Linked DNA regions of Arabidopsis thaliana: region 2 is linked to region 1. Evidence: chromatin contacts called from public capture Hi-C data. All regions are on one chromosome and are shown on one strand. The core of a region is the stretch at or near the end of the contact, and the rest is flanking DNA. Distances in the headings are between cores, read along the strand shown.

Region 1 (7,522 bases), core at 2,822-5,321:
ATTTTAAATTATTACATGCAAAAAATAATCCGAATTTTAAACAATATCTGAACCGTAGTATATATATGGATATTTAATGTAAATTTATTTAGCACTAATTCTCCATAAATTGTTAGGCGTTAAGATTGGGTCTAACATGTAAATCATGAATAAATCCAAAATTAATTGTATATTATTTAATGTTAGAAATATATATAAAGTATTATGTTTTTTTCTTTCCAAAACAAGTTATTACTTAAAAAATCTATTATAGAAATTTCAGTTTTCAGAAGTAAATAGGGTATAAATGTTTAGTATTTTGTGGATGCCATATACTAATTGCATACTACAAGTGTATGAAGAAGAAAATTGCAGTTTTTGTAAAAATTTATTTGACATCAATGAATAGATATTCCGGCCCTGCCAGTGTGCGCAACTTGTACATCCCATGGATTGTGTCTCATCATATCTTCATATTGTGGTTATTCTTGCCATCTTTTGTTGGAGAGATGATTATGGTGTATCTTACAAATTTTTAGTCGCAACTTTTATGCTTTTATTACCTATATGTAGCGTATCTAGAGACTCATAAAACTTTTTAAGATGAAAATCAACCAATGTGACTTAGTGACAGCGTATTCTCTTTTGTTCCCTATGTGTGCTACAAATTGCATAAAGATGTATTTAACGGTGGGTACATTCTTTCTTTTTGGAATTCGCAATCTCCAGATTCGTACTCCCATTAAAATCCATGAGTCTTTGGTTCCTCTTGTTTTTGAGAAGTCGGTGGATGAGCACAAGATAAGGAAATCAGACGGTAAAAAAACAATCTACCAACGTCAAACAATATTTATTATTGCCATGACTCAACATAAAGATTTTCTTTTCATATATATATATATATATATATATATATATATACATATATATATATATACATATTAGATTATGACTCATGCTACAACATGGGTTAAAATTTTTTTTGTTAATATATTATATATTCCAGAATCAAATTTTCATATATTATAATAGTAAGTGAAAAAAAAAAAATAGCAACAACAAAATAAGATTGCATATATCAAAAGTCTAAATATTATAAATGAACCATATCTAAAATGTATTAACTAAGGAAGTATAGGGATCATGGAATCAATAGCAATAAGTCCTAGTTAGCTATTTTTTTTAGTTAATTTAGGAGATCTTTTTTGAATTTTAACTTTTTTGGTTGTTGAAATAGAAGTTTGTTTCATATAATTACGGAATTTTACATAGTCCAATATAGTATGAACATATGTTTGGTATATAATAATACCAAATTCAACCCATGCATGGAATCCATGTTTTCATTTTAGAATTCTAATGAAAATTTGCTTACAATATCAAATTTTAAAATATTTAGAAGTGTCAAACCTTATTTAAACAAGCATATAATACATTACGTTTAACATGTCACATGCTATAAATATTTTAATTATATATCTATTTTTAAATAATCAAATTAGAGTATTTACAATTTTTTAATTTTTTAATCTATTAAATATTTATGATATTCTTTAAAAATATTAAATGTATTAGTCCTAAACAAAATTTTCTTAAGTTTAAGACAACTGTAGGGTTGCCATACAGAAAATAACATTTATCACTTTGTTTAGTTGGTATATGACCAATCTTAGGTTTGATGCATGATAAACTGGTAATGGTTTTCTACATTTTTTTTTTTAACATCTAAACAAACTTTATTAATGTGAATCAAAGTATACATGATTATCAATGAGATTACAAATACAACCAATTGTTTTTGTAACGAAAAAATGATGAAGCAATACATGCCGCATTCTTAGTCAAGTACTTTATCATCTTCGTCATTTCCGTCAATTTGGTGTGACTTTCTTGCTTAGGGATCTTCTTCTTTTTACTGATAAAATACCGGTAATGCAGTTGAGAGTCATATGCAACGATCCATATGTTACATCACAAAGCTTTTGGATTGATCGAGACTCTCATATAGAATGAGATGTCATTGGTCTTGGTTGTGCTTAAAACCCATTGTTGTGTACATGACATAAACCATCTTCCGATCATTCTCCTCCATAGATAGTTGCTTATTGTCATTATCCATTCATCCCGAATTGTCTCTTTTTCCATGGTAGTTTCCATTTTCCAAAGTAGATCTGTTTGTATAGTTGTAAAGACACCAAATTCCGAGATCTCCATTTATATTTGTAAATCTGCGAGAACAAGACTGCATCACATCGAATCATGGGTTTCAGTGTGGGGATAACTGCGGAAGGGTGGGAGAGATGTCCCAAGAAAACCATATCATCGACAAAGAGAATTACAATCATCACCATAAAGGTGAAGAGAAATCGAATGAAGAAAATAAATCTGAGAACAATCTGAGATAACAGAAAATTCCCCATCACAATTATTGAAAACAGAAGAAAAATAAAGCAAGAAACAAAATAGAACCACCGGCAAATGTCGGCGGCCCGAAAACCAAAGAGGAAAAACGGTTTTATCAGTATCCCCTTTTGTGTCGACAGAGAGATAGGAGTTGTTTGGCCGTTTTCAGGGTTATCGTCTTTACCATTGGGTTTTCTACAAATTTATTTGGGTTAATTTGTTCATGTCTTTTTCTTTTTTTAATTATCTTTCAGATTTTAATTTTTATTTACATTTTTATAAAATGATAATATATAGATATATTAATAAGTCAGAATATTTGTAAATTATAATACTAAAACTTACAAAATAAGAATATTTTAAATAGTTTTTCTTTTGGAAATATATTTAAATAGGTCATGAAATAAATAATCTATGAAATATATGATAATATACAATTATAGAAAAGTTAGAATATTTATAAAAATGATAATGATAAAAAGGATTTTTCTGTTTTAATGATAAAAAGGATAAAAAGGATTTTTCTACTCGTCAAATTAATTATTTAACTATCAAACTTTTTTGTTTGTTTTAATGTTAACTTATCAATTCAGATTTTTAGGATTGTACCAAAGCCCCTATAAATAAAGAGACAAGCCCGAGTTGCATCAAAGTTTGAGAGACAAAATGAGAAGGTTTGGGAAGAAAAACAAAAAAACAAACAAAGAGACAAGCCCCTCCTCTGAATGATAATATTGAAAACAACCAAAAGTTAAGGATAAAATACAATTTAAAGTTTTATATGAGCTTTTCCTTGGATATTACTGGATTTAACGTCTACAAATATTTTAAGAAACTAATACAACCACATTGATACAAAGTATACTTCGTCCGTATTATATAAAGTTATGTTTTAGTTTAAAAAATGGTTTCATTTTAAATGATGTTGGTAGAGGAACAAACCCACAATGTTTTACATTTTTAACGTAAAATAATTGTTTTATTGTTTCAAGACTTGTTCTATTATTGACTGAATTGTGGATTAAATATTAACAGCTTTTTAATATATACACAAATTTTTAAAATATTTATTATTTAATAAAAAAGATTACATATCAAACTGTTAATAAATAACTCAACAGTCAAATGAACTCGCGTTTGTCAAAATTAAAGGTTAATCAGGTTTGGGATAAACTTTTTTTTTATGCTGAAAATCGTCTTGTTATGATTACTTTTTTTTTAATAAAAGATGCTCATGTAAAATATATTCTCCCATATCTTGGGTAGAACAAAATACAGTATAATTTTTACAAACTCAAGCTCATTTTGATTGGGCATTGAAATATTAAGTTTTATATTCCGTGGTTCAAGTTTATCTAATAAAAACTTTTGATGAATTTGTGTTTTTCTAATTTCAGAGAAGGTGTTTTATTCGATCTGTCGTTTTCACCAAACTTTCTATTTTGATATATCGTCGCGCGTCTCTCAACAATTATTACTATAAGTCTTCATTTTTTATTTGGGTCAAATAAAAGTCTTGATTTTTCAGCAATGGTCCTCACAAACAGATAAGATTGGACGGCTGTGATTTTGGTTTCAATGTCAGCTAATAATATGTACCGTGAGATTCTCTTTGATACATTTCGTCAAAGGTCAAAAGTAAACATGCCACGTAGGGTGAGAACATTAGATATTTCCATTTGTAGCCTCCCCATCCATGCCCATAAAGTTCCAGAAGCCACTAAATGCAAAAACCCTAAAGCACTGAGAAAGCTTGTACCTTTGTTGAATCATGGCAATGGCCGTTCCTGTTAGTGCTCGTCCTCAGTCTCCCGGTATGATTCCTCTATCACCTCGTTCAGATTTTCACTGATTCGAGTTTCATTTCTCTGATTTTTTTGGTTTTTCTCTCTGAAAGCAGAAGGTTTTTACGCAATCAACAACCAGTTTCAGACGAATGGGCCAAAAGGGTTCTCTGAGATCAAGATTCTAGCGAACGAAGACATGTTCTTGAGGATGGATTTGCCTGGAGTTCCTGATGAAGGCGGCTTGAGTGTTTATCATAACCGGTCGCAGGAAACTGTGGTTGTTTTCGCCAAAGCACCCAAGGTTCACACACACGACTCCACCGAACGTCGTTACCAAACGATGACTGGAATTGGCTGTAGCTGCTGTGCGATCTCAAGCATCACCACCCACATGTCCGACGGTGTTTTTAGAGTTATCCTCTCCAAGACTCGCATCGATCCACACCGCTCTCCTTGCACCGGTCAGTACTATTACCCATCTAATGTATTACCGGTCAGTGTTTATAGATCATTTTTCTGATATAAAAAGTTTATGCTTTTGTCAACAGTTCTTGGTTGCTCAGGTTTCCGTGAAGGTATTTCCATTTCCATTTCCAGAAACTTTCAATATCTAAAAGTTTGGCTTTTTCCTACACAAACTTTCGAAAATTGTTTACTCATCTTTAAATGTTTGTCTTTTCTCTTTGTTTGTGGTCGGTAGATCTCCGTGGCACCGATCCAAATGGTATACAACTTTCTGGTCCTAGCTAGTAATTATATTTAGTATTGAGAGATTGGGTGTTTAAAATGAGAGTAATTGTATTTGTGGATCAGACCCGGCGTTAACCGGTCCGGTATTGCAGCCACATCCACTTGCGTTCCCACAACCGACTATGGCCTATGAGTCGAAGCAGCTCCCAAACGGCAAACTATTCGTGCGTGCAGACATGCCGGGTGTTCCCAAAGAAAACTTCACTGTCTCTGTCACGAATGGGCGAGTCAAGGTGACTGGTCAAGCTCCTGCGGTTAGCCATGATTCAAGTGGCCGTTTCTACTCTGGTGACGTCGCTATGCTCTCCACTCCTGTTGACATTCCCAGCCGTCGGATCAAGACCATCGCCAAGAACGGTGTCATTCGTCTCCTTATCCCTCCATTTTGATGATGAAACTATTTTGTCTTTCTAGTATGGTGGACCCTTTCTCTGGGATGGTGTCGTTTGTTTTGTGGATCGTGTCGTTTTACGTTTTATCAGTACTTATTTTGGTAATGTTTCAACGACGCAACTTATTTTTGGTATGTTTCGACTTTTTGGCTAGTTTGTTATCATTTTCCAAAGTCTGTTTTGCTATGAGTATCAACTTTAAGGGCCACATAACTCTTTTGAGCATGAAGCAATGCCAAATGATTTCCACTATCAAACTCAATACACATCCTTTCCACTTTTCTATCTGTTGAAACATCTCTAATTCTCTATACACACATATATATAGATGACAAAAGGGGATTTTCAGACCTTTGAATCTCTGGATCAAGTCTTCTTTGTCATCTTTGTGATTTCACAAACTAATTTTAGCAATCATCGATTGTTCTCAAAACTAAAAGTTTGGTGTGCATATTCAAGTAGGGGACAATGGGATTTTAGCTACCAAAACACTTCTTTAACTTGAGGCCCTAACACTGATATGCCACAGAATCAAAACTAGTGTGTTGTTTAAAGTGGTTACGAGGCTAAGATTATATATGCACACACTCACTAAAAAATCTCTGCCTAATACTAACTCTGGAATTGGTAGTGCAAACAAGTATTGAGCTGTCAAAAAGGAGGTTCTAGGTCGATGAGGGAAATACCTAGGACAATGAGTGGGACAAACAGCAGCTTGATTCAAGAAAACTCTTAACATTCAAATGCATATTGTGTTAAAATCTACCACATTTCCCGTACAGGCTTAGAGAAACAATCAATGAATCAAGACAAGAGTAGCTGTGTAGGCACTGAAAACTTCCAGGACCTGTGACAATTAGGACAGGACAATAGACTGTGATGTCTTCAAAACGCACTCTTAAACTATATACCATGATTCTATCAGCACAAATGAACTAGTACTATGCAATAACCAGGTTCAGAGACGTGCAGTATTAGTTATTGAGCAGGAAGCAATAAACTATCACCAAATTCACTTCACATCATTTCCTCTTTTTTCTATCTATTGAAACATCTCTACACGTATATTCAATTACATACTCTTCTTCTGATGACAATACGTTGCAGTTCCTGTTCTAGTTAGAACCAATGGGATTATCAGCTACCAACCCAATGTTGAAACAAGTAAACAAGTAAACAGAGTTCCAACTTTTAGGGTCTAAATGCTACCATCAAACTAACAGACAGCCATGCTTCACTAAACTTTAAAACATGCTAAAGGATAGGACCTGATAAACTATTGATTCCCCTGATAAACTATCTATCACACTCCAAACTATGTACATGGTTCTATCAGCACTAAGCATCGAGTAGCGTTAATAAACCAATACTTTGGATATGAATCAAGTAACAACAGTTAACTACTAACTTGTACAAACCCAATGCAAATAACGTATAATTTCATCCCAAAACTCACCTCCGAGAAAAACCACCGGCTCTCTGGCTCTGTTTCATGAAAAGGGCTCTCTCTCTTTCCTTCTCAACCCTCTCCCTCTTCAACTCCTTTAAGCTCTTCTTCCCACTCATCTTCTTCTTCTTAGCTTCATAACCACCACATCCACCATCATCACCCTCACCTCGAACACTATCATTTTCATCGTTACGTTTCTCAAGGACGCTTCACACCTTTACCAGCAACTCCATATCCCAATCTATACATTTTCCGATTCAACACTCTCCACAACAACATCCGTGGATTTAACAACAGCCGCCGCCACCACCACCACCGTCTCATCCTTACCCTTCTCTGCCTCCGGTGAGAGGGGCTAAACCACGGACGTTACGAAGCACTTCGAGACGAGATTCAGCATCTCTTTTTCTAGCGTCCTCGCGTTTGATCTGCTCTTCTCTAGCCGCAGCTTCTTCATCCTTTCGGACTGTCCAAGTTGTAAACGTTCCACCTCTTCTGTGGAAGAATATTCAAACCACCGTGACCTCCCATGGCTTAATCTTCCCAAACAAAATTAGGGTTTTCAAACGATGAAATTGAATTGAACGGAAAATAAAACTTGATCGGAATCGGAATTGATTTTTTTGCAGCCCAAGTTATTGATATTTAACTTTGAGGCCCATTGAGCCCATTACGTGATATTTTGATAATTCTAGGCCCAATAAACACCAAAACACTAGTTTTTCTATTCAGCACTAAGGTTGAGCCAATCAAACTCATTC
Region 2 (7,522 bases), core at 2,091-4,590, 68 kb before region 1:
GATCTATTTAAACCAGTTAAGAAGGATTACAATCCTAAGACTGACAAAATGTAAATAAGAAGCAGAATAATTCACCTCACAGCAGTATGCATAGAAAGTGTAAGCTTCTGTTTCGGCCAGTTCACAACAACCTGAAACATATAGTACATTTGAGGTTAACAATCATTTAGAACTCCACTAAGGATTAGATAATAATTGGGAGATAGAATAACAGAAACCTTCGAGAACTCAGAAGGCACAAAAAGCCTGGGATATCTTTTATCTAGTGTCACGTAATCCCTCTCCATGTCAACCAATCGCGAAGATAAAACCTGCACATAAGTCACCCAATAGTTTAATAAAGAATAATGCACACTGCGCTTAAGCACTGCATCACACATACAGAGTGTAAGGTAACTCTGCCCCTCCTATCTCTGTCACCATCAATCTTATTAATGGGAAATATAACAAAAAGTCCTTGATTTGAGAAAGTGGTAAGCATCAAGTGTCTCATCCTTGTAAACATTTCCACATTTAATTCAATACGAAGTCCATCAGAAAAAAAACTAGTAATCAGGTAAACTAACTGGAGACACAAAAATGAGGAACCTGATATATGTCACTAATTTTAAAAGCAGGCAAAATAACACCCAGAGGTGGCAAGAAGACAGAAGCTTGGACAAATAAACCCACAACTAGGAAAGGCCAAGTAAATTCGCCACAAAAGGAAAGAGGAAGTATAACAAGCCCAAGTACAGGAAGATATCCCGTCGACAGAAAAAGAATGAGAAAGCTGAAAGGATTATCTTGATAAATGGCAAGGCTGATATAGTAATTGAGGAGGGACTAAGAGATGTCCAAGTCAATCAATAAGAAAACAACGAGAATGCAGGAATGGAAAGGAAGATGAGGTAACCCTGAGGAGTAGGCAAAAAAATCACTGAAAGAGGAATCTCTTGGAACACTTATTACCTTGCAGACATAATCTCTTCTTATTGGCTTAATCGGTGAAGAACGCCTTCAGGTATAACAGAAATAAGGTTAGTGCCTGGTGCAGGAACATAAAATGCCCTGTATTCCAGATGAAGAACGTGACAGAGATCAAAAATAAAACCTAATTGATGCTTCACGATGGTGTGCATCCCGCCGCAAAGAGGAACTACGTGCATCCCTAGAAATAGATTTGGGCACTGGAGTCCGCTCCTTTGTGTCCTTGGACGTAGCTCTTGCTGTTGGAGTCCGATCTCGTTTTATTTCGAGAGCACGTTTTCGCTCACGTTCTCTTTCTCCTTGTCTTTCCTTCTCCCGTCTCTCCAATATGCGTTCCCTCTCCCGGTCCCTAGCTCTTTGCCTTTCTCGTTCCCTCTGACGCTCTCGTTCTCTGTCATGTTCGCGCTCCCTCTCTCGTTCTCGCTCCTTATCTCTGGCGCGTTGATCCTCACGACGACGCTCTTCTTCTCTTAGATCAAACTCCCTGAGATAACTTGCCCGGTCACCTTTCCGGAGATCATCAACACGAGGAGCAGCGCCAGTACCACGAGCCAGCATGCCACCAGGGTAGTCCAAGTCGAGAGACGCTGCACTATGGATACCTTTCCCGGTGCCATAATCCCTGCCTGGAGGTAAGCTAACACCATAACCAGGATTTGAAGAACTCTCCGGATAAATATAGTCATCTAAGTTTCGCCGAGGAACAGCTCCTAATAACGATGGGGTATGTTGGCTGGCATAAGAAGATGTGTTGCGTACTGATAAACCGTGAGGATCAGACTCAAGCCTTCCTCCATAATGCATTGCTTCTTGGTCAGAATGACGCACAGTAGAACTTCGTTCTGTAAGATAATCGGTTTGTCTGCCAGAAATGTATGCTACTCAGTGTAATAAGATATGTTTTTTCTTCAATCGTTATTGAAAGTTTTGACAAGAAGTTACAGTAGCTTTATAACAAAGGTCCTGAGAGAACAGATCTGAAAACAATACAGATAACAGATGTACCAAAAAATACAAACTATTTGAAAAAGAAATCTATGCTAGAAAGAAATCTGGCTACCGATATAATAGAATCAATCATCGAAAAATACCTGTTGACACCTGCATCAACAGAAGAGGTATGAAGCGACTGCATTTTTAATAATTGTTCTCCTCGGAGAAGCGATGCTTGATCAATGCGATCATACAAGTCAGTCTGCCAAAATCATATAATAACGAGTATCATCAAGCCAATTGTAACAACATTGAACAGAAACCAACCAAATTCATAAGATTTTCTCTTAAAAATATGAGAGTAGGCGCACCTGGCGAGCAAAATTAGATGGATCAGCATATCGCCTAGTTGGTTCATTTTGCAACTCCCTACCGAGATAAGAGCTTGATTGTTCACCATACTGCCTTCTATCAACGGGAATGTAACCAGACAGCTTATCGGAATACAAATCGTCCGTCTTTTGACCATAACCATGGCTCGAGGGAGACAAATAGCTTCCAGATGCAAACTTTGGTGAATCAGGTAAAGTAGGGACATATCCCGAGCGGTTATCCAAAACTGATGAACCTAAACCATTGGTGCTTAAAGGCTGAGAGCTGCTAAGAGAAGTTGATCCATACACAGAGCCATATTGTGTTCCGTAATGACTAGCAGCTGTAGATAAATGAGATCTGTATCCACCACCAATGTCAGTCTCTTGAGGAGCACCTGTAATTGATGGATGGCGAGAACTCAAAGAAATCTGAGAGCCTCCTTCTGCGCCACCACTCACTGAACTTCCAGGATAGCCAGATCCAAGCTACATAACAATTACACATAAATTAAGCATAATTAAGCATAATTTGGTTTCAATTGAAATTGATGATCTTACATTCTGAGAATAACCAGATTGCGAACCGTATTGCTGTTGACCGTAGCCAGTGCCTCTTGAAGAATACATATCTCTATGCATCTGGTTTCAATTTTGTAATTTTAGTTAGTACATTCTTTGAGAGATAATACGAAGAACGAACAATAACAAAGATTTATCAAAAAAACAACATGAATCAACCGAAATTTTCACGTCCCTAAACTACAATTTCGAATTCACATACATGATTCGATCAAGCGAGTAAAATTAAATTAAATTGACGGACTTTACCTACAAGAAGATTGAAAAATTGTTTCTTCTTTGCGTGTCTTACGTGTTGAGAGAAGAGGAAGAGACTAAGCAATTGAGAGATTAAAAAGGGAAAAAACAAAACCCTAGAAATCACAGATAGAGGAAGAAGACGAGCTTGAGAGAATGGTTTGAGGATTAGTTTGCTGTGAAGAAGAGAAAGTAAAGAGAACGATATGTTTGTTAGTAGTAAGGGTTCAAGTTAGAGGACACGCATGCATTATCTTTTAATGGGCTTATATATTAGCCTTTTTATAAGTTCGTTATAGGCCCGTTCTTTTATATTTTCAAAACAAATTTGGCCCGTTATAGGCTAGTTTGAGCCTCCACTTTCTGTATCTCTTTAAGGGCCTTTGTTTTGGTTATGTATTGTATCGAATGTTTAATATAATGTTACATTTGTGAAGAAAAAAAATGAAAAAAAAAATGAAAATCTAGCATTAAAAAATTTAGATGGTAATGAATTTTTTATAGTTAGTATAAGATTTAGTAAATCACCATTTTTGATATATTTGTCTAAATATCAAAAAAAAAATTGGAAACTTTACTCGAGGCTTGTGGTTTTGTCCAAAAATATAATGTCAAGATCCATTACTCTTCTTTGTATGATTCTATCAACAGAGGTATAGCATCAGTGGAGTAGCACAATAGGCACCAGCTAAGTTAAAGACTAACTGCCTCACATCACATTATCATTTCTCCTAAGCTGTTCTGCCATTAGTTTAACATGAATGAATAATTGCAAGTGATAAATCAATCTCCATGTTGTTTTTGTTAATAAAACTGAATTCAACAGTGCTTGTAGTCTGTCAAGTGAGGTCCACATTTTAAATATTTTCAGAAGAGATCACTCAAGATGTGAATCCTGCTTGTAGTCAGAGTTAAGAGTCCAGTTCGTCAACCTGCTTGAAGTCATAGCTGTTGGATTTTCATCTCATTCTCAGTTAAAAGCGACTTCAAGGAGGTAGATGAACTGGACTCCAGGCTCCTTTACTCTGACTCGAGTTTCGCTACTTTTGCTGCAGATGTTTTTTGTCTGAGACAACCTAAAACAAAAAATCAGCTAAAATCAAACCCCTAAAATGAAGACCATCAGAAGAGTGTCTTTTTTTACCAAGAACAACCAAAACCATTTTTGTTTTTCTAATAAGCACATCATCAAACACAGACAAGTTTGAAGCAATAGGAGTAATGTTAATAGGAGAGCGAATTTGATATCACTACATCTTTACAGGTAAAACTTTCGTAGAATGCTTAGTTTCTAGAATTCCTTCATTCTAGATCCTGTATGTGATCTTGAACTTTTGTCGTTCAAAGCAGTTTTCTAGTTGCCTTTGAGCTATAAAAGCAAATGGAAAATCACATACATGGATGGAAAAGATGATTACCATGTGTCTCATTAAAGAGACAATGAGTCATATCTTCAAAATGTCATCAACACACTTTGAGGCTTTGCCAAACGTATGCACCTAGAATACCATCACCATCAAATGCATAAAAAGTATATTAACAAGCGATAGGAAGTATAACCTTCACAAATGCCAATTAAATGATGTAAATGCTGTCTGCTTTCAACCACTTCCTCCATCAGATTCTCCTCAATGGCAAAATGGTTCCTTTCTGCAAAATAGACAACATTCTCCAAGTAGCCGAGATAGTGTATGTCTATTTCAGCAATTGGCTTAAAGCTTCCAACCCTTTAAATACCTCTAGATCATTTAATAGTCCAACGGGCTCAGTATCACGATTTAAAAGGTCAACCACAGTCTCGTTATACACTAAGCTCCTTTCTTGAGTCTGCATAGATTTTACAAGATTCATGGGTAAAGAAGGAAAAACATATCATATCTTAACAAAAATACAGAAATAGGGACCTTCAATTTCATCGGTAGCTCACTTTTCTTATATGCTCGTATATATCTCTAACAACACTTTCAGTAACCCCCATGTGCAAGTCTTGTGATTTCTGTATTCAACTTATTTACATTTTTTCTCAACTGCATAATCCTGCAACTAAAGATCAGTCTCCTCCTCATTCCGGCCTTGCGAGAAAACTCCAACATCTTATTGTGCTTTAGTTCATACCGTTTACAGGTAGCCGCAGCAGATGTGCACCCTAAAATGATAGAAGTATATACCACCAAAACAAAGAGTTGCTTTAAACATCTAAAATAAAGTTACAATTTGAAGTTCTGGACTATGGACTATGACACAATGGGTCAACAAATTTAGTCGTTACCTGCGTGCACTTCCAACTTCCTGACTCTGACTGTAGAAAACTAGACCCCATCTCATTATGCAGCTTCAGGTCGTGTTATAGCGTTGTTACCAACTCTTTTTCCCTACCCACTGAATCGTATAGACTATAGACGCATAGTCAACATGATTCTGAAATGAATACTAAACTTCTTTTTGTATGATCTGAAATAACTTTAGTTTTCATCTCTGCCTCAATAACAAGACCGACACAACAGCTTTGAGATACCCAAAAGATCACATACAACTTCCATATATCATGTATACACTATTATGATACTTGTAATTGAACAAAAGCATATATTCTACTAGGTACAGAAGATGTACACAAGGGGTCTTATGCGTCCTACTTACAAGCATGCAGATCCGAAGCTCTTCTTCTGTCCTCATTTTCTATACTTTCACCTATTCTTTTTTTATTCTTCTGTGCATAGTAAATCAGTTTTCCCTCTGCAAATCATAGAAAGGGCATGAGCACAACATGTCATTTCTTACTGTTTGCCTTCTTCTTCTTAATTATATTTCTGCATCTTGGTTTCTGGAGAACGTTTCGGATAAAGAATAAGTGCCAACGCCAAAGAGACCATAAGACCAACAACTCCACTAAAAGGCTGTGATGGGCGGCTCCCTGCAATCCAAACCGGGGAACTTGGGTTGTAAGTGAGGAATCCACCTGACTGTAGTATAAAGCTTGATGCTATGATTCCTGCCCGCAACCCAATTGGAACAATTAGATTTCCTTGGCTTCTTTCACGAGCCCAAGTAAGCGCCAACGACAGAAGCCAAAACCCTGGAATTGATCTCAGGGATCTGGAGAATTCGACAAGATACTAAAAACAATTAGTATATAATCCCTAAAGAGTTAAGCATCACGCTAGTGTACTTTCCATGAACAATAATTGTGTATAACTACAAGATGACATACACATATAGCCAGTTCTTAACAATAAAATACTTAACAAAGATATATACCTCTGGAACAAGGCAAATATGAGTCCTGTAATGATAATGCTTTGATGGTAGCCCAGATCTATAGCAATCTCGGCAGGCATCCAAGATCTGAAGAGCAACTCTTCCACAAGCACTACAAATGTCGCAGCTGTAAATCCTCTAATTATCAGCAGAAGAAATTGCCCACATCCCTTAAGCCACTTCATGGCATCAAAAGAATGTGGAAAATATGGTGGCCGAGAAAGAAACGCAGCTCCTGATATTGCATTTATGAACTGAATTAGTAGAACGACCGTGATGCCCCCTGCAAAGGCCTTTAAAAACTCTTGAATCTGCAAGGAATGAACTTACAGTATCATTTCTACTGTCTTAATAGCCTGAATGTATGGAAGTGAAGAGAATAAGAACATGTGAAATTAAGGGAAAAGAAAAATCACAACTAAGCCATCTCCTGTTGCTGTTTGAAAAACGTCCACCAAGTTCTTAGTTGAATAAGGTTAGTCTAGTGGCTAATGAAGTATTGACGGTCGAGAAATTTTCTTCAGCAGTGCAACGAAAACCAAACTATTCTAATATTCTAATCTCCGTGTTACATTAAAGGTTTTACCTTTTCTTTGTTTGATGCCTTTAAATCAAGCCCATATTGCTTGAATGGGTTTTCGTACTTCCGTACTCTCTTTCCCCACAGCATAACAAGAATGAATACAGCAACATAGAGACCGACTACACTAGCTAGTTCTGCCACTCTAGAAGGATTACTTGTAGACCAGTTCTGGAGAAGTGTTGGAAGCAATGGAATCACAACCGGTGACCATAAAACGAGCACCATGCCAATAAAGCCCACAGCCCTAATAAACAGCAAAAAAAAATATGATACGAAAATTATTAGAACAAGCTAGTCTGAAGAAGAATCAAAGGACCCTACTTATAATACTAAAATCACAAAAGTATGGAATCTTTAATATGATTGTTATCAGAAGAGAATCTAACATTTTATAAACGAGGAATTTACTAGCAAACATGTACTGAAAAATGTAGAATTTTGAGAATGGGGAATTTACTCGTAAACCTGCAGTGACGAACGTTAGTTCTCATATCTCTCTTTGATTTTAAGGAAATAGTTAACACACATCCATAGTGTAGCATTCATTTCATTTAAGAGCCAAGTAAACCACATAAATTGATTTAGTGAA

Evidence for each region. Capture Hi-C pulls out chosen DNA fragments and counts their contacts.
Region 2: a capture Hi-C map of shoot shows a contact between it and region 1, with 3 times the contacts expected there. The contact joins the promoter of emb1579 here to the promoter of AT2G03020 in region 1. A contact is called at or near these places in 2 of 3 other capture datasets (root and shoot).

Annotation. Positions count from the first base shown.
Region 1 is chr2:880,713-888,234 of TAIR10.1, reverse strand. AT2G03020 (Heat shock protein HSP20/alpha crystallin family) reads left to right here and starts at 4,071. Exons shown (of 5, transcript NM_126354.3): 1 at 4,071-4,196; 2 at 4,283-4,630; 3 at 4,718-4,744; 4 at 4,870-4,893; 5 at 4,983-5,590. The coding sequence starts at 4,154. The coding sequence ends at 5,308. It overlaps AT2G03010 (hypothetical protein (DUF577)), which reads right to left. Exons shown (of 7, transcript NM_126353.4): 5 at 7,517-7,522; 6 at 7,092-7,256; 7 at 6,764-6,968. The coding sequence ends at 6,764.
Region 2 is chr2:947,706-955,227 of TAIR10.1, reverse strand. emb1579 (ATP/GTP-binding protein family) reads right to left here and starts at 3,340. Exons shown (of 19, transcript NM_126366.5): 1 at 3,105-3,340; 2 at 2,835-2,915; 3 at 2,274-2,762; 4 at 2,061-2,164; 5 at 1,094-1,831; 6 at 952-997; 7 at 219-311; 8 at 76-131. The coding sequence starts at 2,915. AT2G03140 (alpha/beta-Hydrolases superfamily protein) reads right to left here. Exons shown (of 13, transcript NM_001335168.1): 9 at 6,937-7,177; 10 at 6,351-6,661; 11 at 5,362-6,188; 12 at 5,020-5,238; 13 at 3,675-4,919. The coding sequence ends at 5,891. It overlaps AT2G04485 (a long non-coding RNA gene), which reads left to right and starts at 3,445. Exons shown (of 1, transcript NR_140011.1): 1 at 3,445-3,691.